Regions from separate parts of the Rattus norvegicus genome. Here region 2 is linked to region 1. The links are chromatin contacts, called in public Hi-C maps. All regions are on one chromosome and are shown on one strand. Each heading gives the region's core, a stretch centred on a gene start, on an enhancer-like site or on the middle of the called end of the contact. The rest is flanking DNA. Distances are from core to core; before and after follow the strand shown.

Region 1 (5,097 bases), core at 1,211-3,710:
GTAGTGGGACGGGTATTGAGTCATAAGAGGCAGCAGAAAGGAGACTATAGCTACCTCACATACTGAAGCATTATTTAAAGGGCACATGGGATTAAGTATGTCAGTGGCCGTAGGGATAAACCCAACTGAGAGTTAAATAAACACTTGTGGTCCCTAGAGTAATCTAGTCAACCTGCCCCAAACTGACCCAACTTCTTCAAAGCTCCCTTCTCTGAGTCCTTTTTGTTAAGGTCATGCATCCTCCATGCCTTCATTCCTACTATTTAGGGAAACTCTTATCTTCCTATTTTCCTTCTTTCTGTTAAAACAAACTTCTTCTTAAGGAGGCTTCTGCCTAAGAATAGGGTCCCCAGTTTGTTTTCTCCATTTCTCCTTCCTTCTGCCCATCTTTCCTTGGGGTCTTGTTCTAGAAGTAAGGATCTGATATTCACAAACCGAGCCTGCAGTGGGTCAGAGAGCTCTGGTCCTTGGCCTCAAGGTTATTTCAGAATATGAGGGTATTCTGGGAGGTATTCATCCTAGCAATAAGATGAGAGGTGAGATTAAAGCAAGCAGTCATCGTTGTTGCTAATGGGGCTTCAAGCATGGGAAACACTTGAAACATGGAGGATTGCTTTCCACATTAGTACTCTGAACTGGAACCCATGTCTTCTCTGTTCGAGCATTCTAGTGAGTGAGAAAATAGTTGCTCTGGAAAAAAAAAGGCATTTCTGTCCATTTTTCTTCCCCACTTTATAGATCAGCAGTTCTTCGTCAACCTCAATGCAGCAAAGTTGCTGAACATGAATTCTCAGGCCACGGTCCTGGAGATGTTCAAACACTAGCTGGAAACTTCGTCTTAAGAAGCATTCTAGGCTGGTGTGATGCATGGGAACTTCCTATTAGACTGTGAAACACAGAACTCCATCTTTCTGAAGTCAGTGTGTGCAAGGAACCAACTACAGCCAACAACATCACCTGGGGGCCGATCCGAGTTATTCATTCTAGCAAGTTCTGTGACTTTCCAAGTGTTGCTTGACCTCAGGCTTCCTCAGTTTTCTTCACTACAGAATGAGATAAATGATGATCCTGTTCTTAGAAGTTTGATGTGAGCACTCAATGTATCAACACAGGAAACATATGTATTGCTATGTATATGACATACATGCCTGTCTCTGGAAACTAGGCTTCTCCTATAGATACCACAGCCAAATGCATCTTTGTCTATCCTCTTTGCCTTCTTTAACTTCCTCTGCCCCTCTCAGAAAAGCTGTGGCAAACAGACGAGGTTAGAAATGAAATGAAGAATGGGCCGGCTGTTCCCTCATAAATTGGAGCCCTTCTCAACCTTAAGGGTCCATATGAAATCTATAGTCTTATCACCAGTTCATTTTGTTCTTTTCAATTTGATTTATACCATTGATGAAACCAGGTTTCGTTTTCTTGTTTCCAGTGTATTTCACCAAGAGCTCATTTCCACACATAAACTGAAGACTCCTGTTTCTAAAACTTCCTAACTCCTAAAAGGTATTGACTCCTCCCCCACTCAGCAGCGCAGTAGCAAGCCTGTAAAAGATTGTTTTGCACCTGGGGAGGCAGCTTCCAGCGCTCACATAAATAATTTACGGGGATCAACACTTGCTTAAATTAATGGAAAGAAAGATGAACAGAAAGCATCTCCCTTCGCGCCCCAAATCTCCTCACTAGAGAAGCATTACTGGCATTCCTAGATGAGCACAGAGCTAAGCTGAGGATGCCAGGTGGGAGATAACAGAACAGCCCTGCTGTGAAGCTTACCCAGAGAGCGGAACAGAGGTTTTGTTTTGTTTTGTTTTGTTTGTTTTTGTTTTTTGTTTTTTGTTTACAATGTGAGGTGACTTTTATACCAGATACTGTGACCACAGACAACCAGGGAAACCATCCCTTGCAAGGAGCTATGGTAAGTCTCTACTGGCCAAACATGTAGGTTTCCTGAAGCAGCAAAACCTGAGAAGGACAAAAAATTAATCAGGTCAGAAAGGACTCCGAGTGAGCTGGTGATTCACGCTGTCCTCAGGAGGAAAGCTGGATGAGCCCTCTTAAAAATCCTTCAACCCTGGTTTCCTACTACTTTGTTCAAACACCAATTTATTCTCAAATATTAATTATATTTTAGAAGCAGAGTGTTTAACGATTTGGCTTTAAATTTCCCTCTAGAAAACTCATTAGGCAGTGGACAGAGCTGAATTTAAGCCACTTTGTTGACAAAGTTTTATGAAGCTCAAAACAGTTACAGACTACATTCAGGTACATTGAAGAAAAACTACAACCCTGGAGTAAAGTCCGTATTTCTCCTAGTCTGTAACACAATCCCGGCCGCACTCTTGCAGGGAGAAGAAAGGATATATTCTTGACCTTAATTGACCAATTCTTGATCCCTTGTAAACATGAAAGGCTGGCAGCTGGGCTTGTGTGTGCTAAACTCCACCCCCTCATTCACATACCATGTTTGGAGGGAACTTAGAGGCACTTCCTGTTTGAGGTCATGACCCAAGATCAGACATGGCTTAGGCAGAGTCAGAAAAACAGTGTCAGCTCGTGGAACTGGCTGCCTTAAGCCTTGAGTCACTCACATCTGCCTTCCCTATACCCGAAACTTAGAAGCCAGAGGTGGACAGAGAGCTCAGGAAAGCTGAGAATTTAATTAGAGACAAGCATTCCTGTTCTGGCTGACCTTCCCAAATGCTCACTTCTCCCAGTCCCTTACTCTCTCACACACATCCTCCGAAGGGGCTGGAGGAGAGGATCAAAGACAGGATTATACCTCTTTGAAGTGGTGAGACCGTTTACAGGTCTGAAGTCCCATTTTTTTTTCAGACTGTCAGTAAGGCAAGAAGAACCTGGAGAGCTCAACTTTCTGAAACAAGCTTGTCTCACAGCTCTGTGGCAATTGAGGAACAGGAATGGATAGCCTTGGCATCTTAAAAAGGATGTCTTGCAGCCCACAAAATTGCTTGATTAATTAATCCAGGCATTGTAATAACTGAAGTAATTGAAAACCAAATACCCATACCTGAACAGAAACAACCTACTGGTTTGTCAGTCAAGGCCAGGGTTATTGCTACACAATCCCTTAGGTTTTTGTTTTTCCCCCATGCAAGCCAAGCTAAGTACCCAGTACTAAGGCCGTGGCTGACATGCACTTTTAGGTATGCACATTTCCTTGTGATAGTAAACAAATGCAATCTGAGGATATTTATATTCACAAACTTTGTCCTCAGAGGAAAGGATAGGAAGGGGACGGAAGGCTGTGCTCTGAGTCTAAGCAGCAAACTTTATGTAAAATGAATGAAAAACGTGAATTAATGTCTATGGCCTTGTTATGCCCATGTTTGGCACTTTCCCTAAATTGTAATAAAACCAAGAGAACCAGAGTACTAATGAACAGCAGTAAAAGGAGCAAACAGCACAAATGAAAGTCAAAAATAGAAGATTTCAAGCTGCTTTTCACGGTGATAGAAATCTTACAGACTCCCTCCTGTGTTTATGAAATTCCTGCTGCGGTCTTCAGCACTCTCAGGGACCACAGAATTCCTGCCTTTTCCAGTGTGACTCTTCAACCCCACTAGTTTCAAAGATATAGACAGCTAGGACCCTTAAATCTTCCATACACCAGCATGTGAAGCCTGCCCAAGACACATCCAATACCTCTTTACTGTAAACCACCATCCACGAACCATAAATAACTACATTCAAAGCTCCTCAACGAGAAGTTTCTTCAAACTTCATTTTCTACAGGGACCGGGTCAGTGGTGTGCAGGAAGACCAAGGCAGTGGCAGTGGGAAAGTCTGACCCACTCACGTCTTCTCTCTCTCTCTCTCTCTCTCTCTCTCTCTCTCTCTCTCTCTCTCTCTTTCTCTCTCTCTCTCTCTCCTTAACTCTAGTCACTTTTCACACTGAGATTTATAAGCCCAGTGCTAACATTTTCTCATTTTTAAAAGATTACAAAAGTCCCCGCAGGGAAATGTCATTTGCCACCATATAAATGTTTGCAGCAAGGTAACTTTTGTAAAACACCATGCTCGGAAATGAATTCATGGCTATGAAAATAAACAGCAAATCGGGATCACTGGTCTACAGTTTTATCTCTGTGCATGCAGACACACATATGTTCTGCAAACAGATTGGTCACTGGACTCTCCTCACTCTTCACAGTAAGAGATCTGGAAATGGAATTTGTCAAATTTCCATCACCCTTGGAAACAAATTGTAGAAGTCTTGACTTTGTCCCTTTATGAATTTTATATCTTTTGTGCTATAATGATCTCAATAGCCTACACTGTAATGAATGATGGGTATGGTGATTCACAGAATGTACCAAAAGAATCACCAAAAGTTTAAGCCTAGACTGGGCTGGCTACGTAGTGATTTCTGGGCCAGCCTGGGCTACAAGTGATACTATGCCCCAGCAAAGAAATGGAATGGAAGGAAAAACAAACTCACTGTACTTAGTATGAATTTTTAAAATAAGAGCTTCGTCCATTTACTAAAATATGATGTCTATGGGTCCTGCTAAGACTGAACCCCCAGTGAACTAGACTATGGGGGGAGGGCGGCAATGGGGGGAGGGTTGGGAGGGGAACACCCATAAGGAAGGGGAGGGGGGAGGGGGATGTTTGTCCAGAAACTGGGAAAGGGAATAACACTTGAAATGTATATAAGAAATACTCAAATTAATAAAAAAAAAGAAAAAAGAAAAAAGAAAAATTATTTAAACACCAGAAATTCCCTCTAAGCCAAAAAGGTATGTATATTCACTGAAAAGTAAGGAGTTGATGTTCTATAATGCAAAATTTTGTTCTCTGTAAATACTAGAATTGGAGACTTTGAGTCTTAGGGGCAGATAGAATAGCTCAGAGAAAGGTAAGCTCCCAGAACTGGGTGAGGTAGGCAGTTACTCAGTAACAGTGGTTACTAGGGTATGTCTACAATAACAACCTCCCCAAGGTGTATTTCTTCTCTTGCCCCTCCCCCCACTGCCCACTACATTCAAATGGAGGAAGAGTGAATGGGTTGATTCTGATATTGTAATCTTATTATACAATCTATTAAAATTATCAAGACAGTAAATTTATCAT
Region 2 (5,097 bases), core at 853-3,352, 130 kb after region 1:
TTGAACTCAAGAGATCCATCTGCCTCTGCCGCTGCCTCTGCCTCCTTAGTGCTGGGATCAAAGGTGCGCGTGCCACCGTTAGACTTAGAGCATTTGTTTTTTGTTTGTTTTCCCCTAAATATTGACTTGGGGTTATTGGCCCTATTTAGCCTCCCAGTCTCTTTCTCTTAATCTCTGTGATGTTCCATTTCTTAACATACTCCGCTTGTACCCTTATGAAGTAGAAGCAGGCAGGTCTCTGAGTTCAAGGCCAGCATGGTCTAAAGAGCAAGTTCTGATTGAGTCAGGACCACTCAACGAGATTGTCTTAAAAACAGACAAACCTCTCTCTTTAATTGGCTTATCAGAACAGGTGGTTGAACTCCTAGTGGAGACTGCTGGAGCTGAGATTTCTCTTTCTTTCTTAAAACTCAAGTTACACTGCACACAATTTTATCTGACTCTTCATTTATGTGTCAATATTACCATGTGAACACCACAAATGCAAAAATACATGTAGACAATATACTGATTTTAAATTACTCAGTTTGATATTACTTGTCAATTTTAAGTTACAATATTAACAAGTTTTGGTTTTTTAGCATTAAAGCAATCCTTAATCCAAAATGTCTCAATGTAAATCAAATAGAAGACTCTTGCTTTTGCAGGAATGAAGTCTAACCTGATCCATTACTGATCAGGCTTTTGGCAGATGTGTATGTTAGCATCAACAGCCTGACTTTAAAATGACTTTGTTGTTTACGTTGAACAAGATAAAATATAAAACTCAGTTTTCAAATGGAAGAATAAGGAGAGACAGACAATAAGTTATGTTCTTTTTTTAATTCTCTAAAGTTATTTTTATCCTCATAAGTATGGTTTCCATTAGCCTCTAGTGCTCCAGGCAAGAGCATCCTTCATCACGACTACCTCACCCCGACAAATGGACAGGACATTTTTCTCAGTAAACTGCTGTGGAAAATAAGGGGACCCTAAATGAAAAATAGATGACACTGAAAATGGTTGGTAAATTGTAGCAGTTATTTTTATTATTTACTAGTTTACAGAAATAAATCCCAAAGATCCTAGGACCAATGACTCGAACTAAGTTTCAAATACATTACTTGGTCATAGCAATGTAATCCCGAAATAGGTTTTAAAAATACATTATGTACCAGGTAACCCACTTGCTGTGCAGAAAGCTGTTAGATTTGGAGCATCAGGGCAGCACCCCTCCCCCACACTACCCCCACAATATCACAAATACAAAATCTAGACATAAGGTTCCTGTGGCCCAGTCAAGGTCAACTCTAAGGTACCTAGGAGAAGGGCCTAGGGTTCTTAAATAAATACCGGAAGTGAAGGAACCTAAGTGCATAATTGCCGCTAAGGTAGCCCTTATGTATTAAGGTCGGCAGAGACATTTTGTGCCCAGAACCCGCGGGGAGGCCAGCAGGGAGCTTCTTCTGTTCGTGCTCTGGGCAGGTACCCAGCACCTTGCCCTTGCCTGGGGTCCGGCTTGTTTGTCCCCAGGCTCCATCACATCAGGATTGTCCCGGTTCTCCAGCTTCACTGGAATAGTAAATTTCCAAGGGTTTCTATAGGTTGGCCTAACAGTTCAGAACGGCGGCGCGGGGCTGGAGCTAGGGCTGGTGGGCGGTCCTAGCTCAGAGCCAGCAGCGCAGCGCGACCTTGGGCGGCGGCAGGCGGAGCTGCGGCGACACCCGGAACCCTGCCAGCCTCCTCCGGGCCGCACCTTCCCGTCCCGCGGGGAGGGGACCCCAGCGGAGCTGGGGACGAAGCGTGAGAACTGGGTTGGCGGGGGAGGCTGAGGGCGGACAATAGGGTTAAAAATAGAAGCGCTGCCTCCTTGGACCCGCCGCAGCAGCTCCACCCAGGCCCCGGCGGGCCGGAGGGTGACTAGGCTACGGTGACCGCAGCCTCCGGGCTCGCCCCGCCCCCAAGCGCGGCCCCGCCCCCAGCTGGTGCCTGCAGGCCAGGGGCGGGGCCTTGCCCCGCGACGTCATCGCGCTGCAGGCGTGCCGACCGGGTTTTCGCTGACGCACAGGCCCCGCCTCCGCCGCCCTTTCCCTCAGATCCCGAACGCTGGTCAGAGCTAGAGCGTCAGTCGTCCGGATCGTGGAGCTGTGTGCATCTCGTCGTCAGTCGTCCGCTCGCCGCCCGAAGTCGCGCAGCTTCCCTGGCGAACGCGGAAGCCCGAAGAGCGCCGTCCTCGGGCCCTGTCGGCGCTCAGGCCCCTTCGCGCGCCTCCTCGCTCGGCCGGGACGTTGCTGTGGAGGCGTGAGGCGCCGGCGGTCGAGCACCTGGAGCGACGGTAGCCCGCGGCCTGCGGTTCTTCTCCTCCCCCGCCGCCCTCCCACCCGAGCTGCGGCGGGGCTCGGCCGCCTCGGTGCTTCTGCACGAACAAAGGAGGCCCCCGCGGCGCCGGCGCAGCTCCATCTGCGGTCCGATCCACCCGGGCCCGCGGCGGCCGCTAGCCAGCCCTTCCCGGAGGCCTCAGCCCGGCCCACCGCCCGGCGTCGCGCGCCAGCTCGCTAGTGCATCCGGGCCCCGCAGGGTAAGTGGCGCGAGCCGGGACGGCGCGGGGGCGGGAGCACGCCCGATCAGCGAGCACAAAGACCGGCCCGACTCGGCCAGCCGGCCGGCCGGGACAATGCCCGGCGTGCTGCGGCGCAAGGCGCGAGTCGGCCGGCCGGCCGGCTGGCCGACCAGACAATGGCTGAGGCGGCTGCTGCCGCGCCCGGCTCCCTGCACAGCCGAGTTGTTCCGGCGAGGGACTGCCGAGTGCATGACTCAGTGGTTTTTGGAGCAGGCCCTACCCGGCTTCCCGGAGCGCGGCCTGCGCTGCGAGGGGGATGGGGGACCTCTGGATCCCGAACTCGGTCGAAATCGCTGGAACCGGGACTTACGGCTCTTCTCCCGGAGGGATATTTAGCTTTTCCAAGGCGGTTAAGCTTCTCCCTCAAAATCCTTTCCGTGGAAGCAAGTCGAGCGCCTCTCCCTTTGTTTCCTACGTGAACATTTGTGAACTTGACATTTTGCTTGCTTTCCATGCACTCGGTGTAGTTGTATTTTGAAAGAAGGTAGAAGTTATCTGTCGATTGAAGCTGCCTAAGAATATTACCTGAGATAATTAGAAGAAAATAATATATAGGTCAAAGCCTCCATTCTTAAAATAGATGTTTAGTAATCAAGGGAATAGTAAGATGAAAATGAATTTTATCTTCTCATTTTTATTTTTTTGAAGTTGAGATTTTCATCCCTCAACTGCTGAAAATCTTTTCACTTTTACCTTTTAAGTTTGTTTTTAAAGTGCCCCGTCCCAAATGAGGGATTTCTTTTAGTTGTCCCAATTTTTTTTGTTTTTTTTTTTTTTTTTTTTTTGTTACCTGGGACTGCTATTAAGTATGGAAAGGAGCTTTTAAAGAAAAAAAAAAAAAAACTATTCGGCAGAGGTGACAGAGACCTGGAGACTAAGGACTTGCCCAAGGTCAGGCTTAGTGGGGCACATTAGAGCTTAGAATTCGGGTCTGACCTCGAGGTTAGGAAGTGATTTTTAACCACATTTTTAACCGTCATGTGCATCTGAAACAGCTATGAAATACTTTAAAAGAAAAACTCATTCATTTCAGATTTTGAGTTGGGAAGTTGTCTTTTTTAGTCTAGTAATGTTTGTTTTAAGCTATGAGCTAAGAAAAACCGTGAACTTTACGTAAAGAAAACAAACATTCTAGCTGTGCCTAAAGGGTTTATGGATGGATACTAAGTTTCTAACAACTTGTCCCCGTCCCCCCACCCCCGAATATAAGGGAAATACAGTATATCTAAACTTAACAAACACCCTATAGTTGTCATGAAATGTAAGGAGTGTTTGTGAGACCCTGTGCTTTCTCCACTGTGCCTACACTCTCCCTCCTTCCACTTTTAATAACCACATTTTACTTTATGATTTATTCCGCTTGGGTATTGTGGATTGAAGGTGAGACTGTTCTCTGATCCTGCATTAGGAAAACCTGGAGGCCTTAATTGCATTTTGTTTTGTTATGTGACATATATGAATGCTGCATGGTTAGTTCTTGGGGTTGTGTAGGAGTTGGCAGGCTCTGAGATATAAATAGAAGCTGATTTCAGAGGCCCCTGTTGACTAGGCTTTATGAGAGAGCCTCCATCCAGCTCAGCTTGTCACATTGCAGCCTTGTGACAGGCTGAAGCGCCCTCCCATGTGATCTAAGCTTCAGAGAAATATTAAAGCAAGCTGTGCACATGTGATGGCATTTAAAATCTGACTTACTAGAAGGAAGAAGTCGATAAAAAAAAGTCTTGATTCTTGGTCTTTCTGTGAACCTGTTAAGGTTTGAGTTGTGTTTTCTTAGGAAGGCTTTGGGTGGGATATTCTTCATTAACATAAGAAAAGTGCTTTCTTATTAACTAAGAGTAGATCTGATCTGTTGACCTTAGAATTTCCCTCATTAGACTTTAAAAGGATGTCAAGTGTCTCTGGAAGTTTGTGTGGTAAATGAGATTAGCATAGTTCTTTAAGCAGGCTGAAAAGGGCCCAACTTTTTGCATAGGGTAAAGGTCAATACATTGCATGGCGAAAATGAAGATATATAAATTTATTATTTCAGTCGTTTTCCTGTGCTTATGTTACACTCAACATTTTAAAACCTCAGCTAAAAGTGTTTACTGCACAAGTAATCTTGAAATATTTACACTGCCCTGCTCTAAAATGAGTCAGCTAAATTCCACTCACTATTTAAAGAGACAGTGTCAACTAAATTACTACTATTGTTCTAAACTGTGGCTTTTAATCACTATGTACTCTTGATTTGCTCAAAATAAGATGCTCTTGTGCTTTTTTTTAAAAAAAAGGGAAGATTGCTGTTCTTCAACTGTTCAAGACCCGGTACTCAAAAGGATTCTGTCCTGGTCACTCACGTTGGTTATTTACTTCTCTTCCTTCATTTTTTGATTTTGGTAAAGAGTTAATAGGTGTATTGTACTGTGTGGTAGTTGGAGAAAAAAATGAGTGACCATAGTTTCTTTTTAACCAAATACCATTAAATTTTTACAAAATTCTTTTCAAAGATAATTTTT

Evidence for each region. A called contact is a pair of places that touch in the nucleus more often than the background predicts.
Region 2: a contact with region 1 is called in a Hi-C map of psoas muscle, with 2.2 times the contacts expected there. The contact joins the promoter of Zfand5 here to the enhancer-like site in region 1. A contact is called at or near these places in 1 of 12 Hi-C or Micro-C datasets (psoas muscle) and 1 of 1 datasets of contacts at active chromatin or transcription factors (oligodendrocytes).

The regions. Positions count from the first base shown.
Region 1 is chr1:228,055,526-228,060,622 of GRCr8, forward strand. No RefSeq gene overlaps it. Among named protein-coding and RNA genes, the nearest start is that of Zfand5, 130 kb to the right of the region's middle. Within about 2 kb of position 2,461, at least 13 of the 93 cell types and tissues checked have an H3K27ac peak or open chromatin away from gene starts, as enhancers often do.
Region 2 is chr1:228,190,663-228,195,759 of GRCr8, forward strand. Zfand5 (zinc finger AN1-type containing 5) reads left to right here and starts at 2,103. Exons shown (of 6, transcript NM_001401398.2): 1 at 2,103-2,557.